2 separate regions of the Neogale vison genome follow, and region 2 is linked to region 1. Evidence: chromatin contacts called from public Hi-C data. All regions are on one chromosome and are shown on one strand. Each heading gives the region's core, a stretch centred on a gene start, on an enhancer-like site or on the middle of the called end of the contact. The rest is flanking DNA. Distances are from core to core; before and after follow the strand shown. Region 1 overlaps ZFHX3 (zinc finger homeobox protein 3). Region 2 has its middle 77 kb from the start of ZFHX3.

Region 1 (2,700 bases), core at 114-2,613:
GTCCTCAGTAAAGTCCAGCTGTAAATCCCTGGGCCTGGAATCCACCCACACCCAGACCCTGAGCCTTTTCTAAAACAACTTAACTAAAGATGTGTTGCTGCCGAGAGAAGTTTTTCCCCAGCTGTGACTTTATAGGGATGTAAGAGCTATCGAAGAGATTCATTGTGTGCATTTCAACAAACATTAGAGTGCCCCTGTGTGCACAGATTTACCAGGCATGTGGTGGTCCCTGATGGGAAAAGTCCTTTTTGGTACCAAAGCTTGGGATTCAAGGTGAGCGGGTGAAGTTCTCCTGCCGGATCCGTCAGTCGGAGGCTCTGAGTGAGACGGGTGCCGTCCGGTGCGGTCAGCAGATGTGATTGTGTGTGGAGGAGGTTGGGAGGTCTGGGAAGGCTTCCCTGGGTGGGCAGAGGGTTGATGCCTATGGTTTGTGTTTTCAAGCTTATGTGATCGTTGTCCAGAGGCCGGTCTGGGGACTAAATCATTTCCATTAGTGTCTAATCTGGAAACATCTCCAGATTCCTCCAGCCCTCCTGTTTACTTTAATAGTCCCAGGTCCTAACATTTTCTTTCTAGCTTATGTATCCTGACAGAGTAGCAATTTTGTCACTAGTGGAAGATGGGAAGGTGATTTTTCACATGGAAGGGTAGGTGTGATTTTTTTTTTTTTTTTTTTTTGGATAGGGAAGCCCTAAGTGGCCGAGGAACCACCTGGAAGTCAGTTGAGAAGGGGGAACTCTAAGGAAAGGCATGCTTGACATGGCTCTGTCTCCTACCCCTGAACAACCAGGGAAGCGAATGGCAGCCTCTGGCCAGGAATTGATTGCATTAATTGATATGCCAATAAGAGAGCTTGTTATATCCGCCATTGGTTAGGAGGCCAGCTAACAAGTCTGCTGATCAATGGCACCAATAAAGATTTCATCCATTAATGAGCAACATGGTAATTAATGTTATCCATAAACCAATTAGCCTGGCTAGCCAACGCACCCGTTTGCACGGTGAGTGGCATTGCCGAAAGCGGGCAGGCACGCACCCGTCTGGCGTGGAGTTGGGTGTTGAGGCGGTTTCATGGGGTATGACAGAGCCTGAAACTCTGGAGGATTTATTCCAACTGGAAAAGGTGCAGAAAACGTGGAGCCCTCAGAGCCCCTGGCAGACAGAGAAGGCAAACCGAGTCCTTGCTGGGCCCCAGGTGGGAGCGCAGCTGTGCCCTGCTCGTCCCCCACACCTGCCGGGAGGGGAGCGGGGAGCGGGACACTTTTCTCTTCCAACTCCTGCCCGCCCAGCTTTCCCACGCATGTCTCTCAGGGGCTGTTAGGGGCCGTAATGGAATGACTGAGTCCCCGGGTCACTCCAGTCCCAGCTGGGCACGCTCTCCCCGGGGACACCCCCATCCTTGGCTCACACGCACTGCCCTGTGCACTCCTGGAGGGCGGGCCGAGGCCTCTTCTGGGAACCGTGGACGAGTGGTAAAGTCATTAATATCCCTCCAGCCCCCTGCCCCATGTTTCATTTAGGAAGAAAGATTTTGTTAGAAGAAAGAAAGAAAGAAGGAGAAACAGATGATTTGAAGCTGTGCCTTTTTCCTTCCCCCTGCTGTTTTTTTTGAAATGACATCAGTGGGTTGTTTGCCAAGCATAACCTGGCAGCCTGGCGGCTCGGCCTGACTGCCTGAGATTTCTGGGGACCGTGCAGCTCGCCAGCTCCAGCCGTGGCAGCGTGCCAAGGTGACGTTCCGTGACTAAGCAGAAACGAGGGAGAGGGAGAGAGGGAGGAAAAAGGTATGTGTGGTTGGGGAGCTGGGGGAGAGAGTGGTCCCAGGGCTGGGTGTGGCATGGGGAGATGCGGAGGCATGTCCTGGGGTATCCGATCAAGAGGGCGGGTGTCGGGGAAGGCACTGGCAGGCCAGCGAGTGTCCCTGTGGCACCGGGCGGGGGGTGGGGTCGGGTGGTTGGTGGGGGGGGGGGGAGTTCAGGGCAGCGGCCCGATCCAGCCCTGGGAGGCTGCTGACCGAAGGGGTCTGACTTAGGAGGGAACCAGATGAGCCAAAGTGAAGGTGACAGCCCGGAGGGCCTGGAACTATTGAGAAGGAGGCTTAGGGAAGCTTTTATCAGCATCAGGCCGATACTCCTCAGCAGAGTTTCCTTCACATTGTTAGGTATTGACCCTCAGAGACCCCTTGTGGATTCCCTAATTGAAAATTAATACTAGATCAATGCCATGGGCAATTTGCATATTGATCATAAACAACTTTGAAGGCACCGAGTGTGCGGCAGATCAATAGGGCTCCTGAATAGGCTGCAGAGGGAGCACCTCCCAGTACAATGCACTCCGAGAAAGGTTAATGATTTGGGAAGTTCCTAACTGCTCATCGCTCGGAATGGCCCCCACACCACACAGCATCCGCAAGAGCAATTAGTACAGGCCGAACTGCCTCCCCCTCAACTCCCCCCGCCCCCCCAACCCGGCCGCCGCCCCCCCCACCAGTGGAGGGGAGGGTAACTGCTGGTGTCAGGGAAGGGGCCGGGCAGGAGCGTTTTCACAGTTGCCTTTTTTGGTGATGGATGAAGTCTTGGGGCCGTTGTTCTGGGAAGTGGACTGTAAAAGGCAGCAGCAACCAAGTTAAGGCTGCAGTAATTGTTCTGGCCCCTTCCCCAAAACACAGTTCTCCTGATGACTGGAATGGAATGAACTGGA
Region 2 (2,816 bases), core at 92-2,591, 170 kb before region 1:
TCAGCCCACCAGGTTCATGATGTCACCAGATTATGAGGTCGTCCCCTGCTAATAAAAGTTAAGATAAAGCAGAATTAGATTTTCTGGGGAGTATAAACGTTTTCTTAGTGTCTTTATCTAGCAGGCTATGGGTTGCTCCCAGGTAAGACACAGGAGATTGGGGGTCCTAATGTTCCTGAAGACCTTTCCAGAGACATCTCTGTGTTGTGTGTGCCTCATGACTTGCGTTATTGCTAGCATCATCATCTGCATGCATTATTCATAGTCACTTTTTCAATTAAATTATTAATTGGTTTTCTTTAAGGTGTTCTCGACTCATGTGGCTAATATAAATAATCGTGTGTTTTGAAAACACCACCTGTTCTTGGGTCTGAAGTCAGGTGGTCTGGAAGCCACTCGGCACTGAGCACAGTCTGGTTTGCAGAATCATCCTCCACTTTCCTTTTTTTTTGCTCTCCAGTTCCCCTCCCCACACACTCTCTCATGTGTGACAGAATTTGGCTTGTGCTCTCCTTTGTCCCTAATCGGACACGATTCCCTCGAGGCAGTCTTCTCCCAGGGTCCTTGCTGAAGGAGGGAAAACAAAAAAAAAAAGGGAGTCTCTTTTCCGGACTAAAGTGTGAACTCTAGAGAGGGGTTGTTTGTCCCCCAGCAGTTTGGATATTTACGTGAATGTGAACGCAAATGACACTGTGCAGAATGCCTTCTGCATGGAGACATGATAGTTTTCATCAGCCAGGCATCCTGGTTCCTCCTGCCCCAGTGTGTGCTTAATGCTAACACGATGCCATACATACAGCTTTTGCCTCGTGAGCTTATTATATTTCTCACACTTGCATGGTTCATTATTGTGCAGTCGGAAAGGACTCTCAGGGCTGTGGGGCCAGCCTGGGTGGGTGGCTTTCAGAAAGGGAAAAGCAGGTGCTTTTCTGTGCTGAGACAATCGGGAGTGAAATCAGACTGAGCGTGAGACTCTGACCCGGAGGACAGGGGACTTCCGGCGAGATTTCTCTGGAGCTGGCTTTGCATATCAGAATGGGAAAGGTGAACCTGGGAAGATATTAAGGTGTCCAGCAATGGCTTTGACCCACTGAGGTGGCCCCATTAAATCTGACCTGGCCCTGGAATCTCCCTGTGAAGGGCGTGACGTTTGCCTTATCTGAGATGAGGCGGCGTTTTAAAGCAAGTCTTGTAAAAAGACTGTAAGCTTGATTGCAAGCTGCAACTGCTTTTCTTCCTCTCTTTCCTTTCCTTCTCTCCCTTGAAAAACCCTCTCCTTAAACTCTCAATGGAGAGCCGGGGATATTTTTCTAAGTTTGTGCAGCTGAAAAACAGAAGTGCTCTGTAAAGCAGTTAATAGGATGGGTGTGTGTTTCAAATAAATTCCTGTCCACATTGGCTAATGTCCCCATGGTAGAGTGGCCTGGCTGTGACGTGGATGGGGCCCAGAGACCCATGGCTCCGGTTCTGAGGCCCCAGGCTCCTTTTTGTGGCCGAGGGCGCGCCCTTTTCTTCTCGCCCGATTCTAGGCCAGCCCCTGACTTTTGATGAGAGAGGGGTCAGCGCTTGGGAAGGACCGGGCTTTGTTCCCGCCGGGCCGGTTCCCGGGGCAGCGCAGGCCCAGCCGCCCAGGACTCCCGTCCCCGGGCGCGCGGCCCGGCCTGCCCAGAAGCCCGTGCCCGGAGCGCGGCCGTGTGTCCCCGTGTTCCCGCGGGCGCGGGCGCCGCCGAGTACCCGGCCTGCGCCCGGCACGACTGTAGATGTCAGGCTTTGCCCGGGGAGCCGAGCGGCGGCGGGGCTGTGAGTTTCAAATTAACCTTCCGCTTTGTTGCTGTGTAATGTGGATCCCCGAAGGCCCCCCGCCCTGCCCGCCCCCCTTCCCCCGGCGGTGAGCCTGCAAACTGCGAGTTGAGCTTCATTTACATAAAGCGATTCCGGGCGGGCGGGCCGGCGGGTGGCGAGCCGGCGGCGGGCAGGCCGGGGACCCGGACGCGAGCGCCGCGCCCCGTGGGTGAATCCCCGCCGCGCGCCCGGGGACCCTCCCTCCCCGGGGAGGGGCGACCGCCAGCCCCCGGCCGCCACCATGAGCCCCCCTCCCCAGCTTGCAGCCCCCCTGCACCTAGCGAGAGCCACCTCGGAGTCCCGGGGGCGGCGGGAGGTGGGGAGAATGCCGCCTGGGGTGCTTAAGTTCGGGGCTCGGGTGCCGCTGGAATTTCCCATTGTCGCGCGCGGCGCGGCCCCCGGACCTGCGAGTGCCTCCTCCCTCCGGAGGTGTGCGGAGCCTTTGTGTGCCAGGTGAGTGGAGCCTCCCTCCCCCTCACCGGCCAGCCCGCCGGGTTCGCACAGCCGGCCTTAGAACGGCGGGCAGGTGCTGCAAGTCTTGGCTGAACTTCCCATTCTCTCGGGGCGTGTGGGGGAAGGGCAGGCTGGATGCACTTGAACTAGTAGATTCCAATTGGAACCTACCTGGGGTGAGAGTGTCTAAATTCTCCGGGGCACGGAGTAAAGCCCTTCTTCCTTCCTTCTTTTCTCTCCTCCCTCCTCCCTCCCTCCTTCCTTCCTTATCTTGCTTTTGGATTAGTTCCTGCCTCCTGAATAATTGCAGTGCTAGTGCCATTTAAAAGTTTGGGTTCCTCTGCCTAAAAATGCACCCTGTTCAGGGCAAGAGAAGTCACTGGTCAGTTGGAAACAATGTGAAGAATGTGCTTATTGTGGAGTAATTAAAGGGAGAATCAGAGGTTTGGAGCTGGAAGGCACCTTTGGAGATCCATTTGCCCACCCTCTAATTTTAGTTTGTTCGCAGTCTGGAGAAACAT

What was found. A called contact is a pair of places that touch in the nucleus more often than the background predicts.
Region 2: a contact with region 1 is called in a Hi-C map of fibroblasts, with 6 times the contacts expected there. The contact joins two enhancer-like sites. A contact is called at or near these places in 2 of 3 Hi-C or Micro-C datasets (fibroblasts and muscle).

The regions. Positions count from the first base shown.
Region 1 is chr7:14,696,979-14,699,678 of ASM_NN_V1, reverse strand. All of the region lies in intron 3 of ZFHX3 (zinc finger homeobox protein 3), which reads left to right. Among named protein-coding and RNA genes, the nearest start is that of ZFHX3, 93 kb to the left of the region's middle. Within about 2 kb of position 1,363, the one cell type or tissue checked has open chromatin away from gene starts, as enhancers often do. A contact at or near this core is called in fibroblasts, where this site is marked.
Region 2 is chr7:14,867,411-14,870,226 of ASM_NN_V1, reverse strand. No RefSeq gene overlaps it. Among named protein-coding and RNA genes, the nearest start is that of ZFHX3, 77 kb to the right of the region's middle. Within about 2 kb of position 1,341, the one cell type or tissue checked has open chromatin away from gene starts, as enhancers often do. A contact at or near this core is called in fibroblasts, where this site is marked.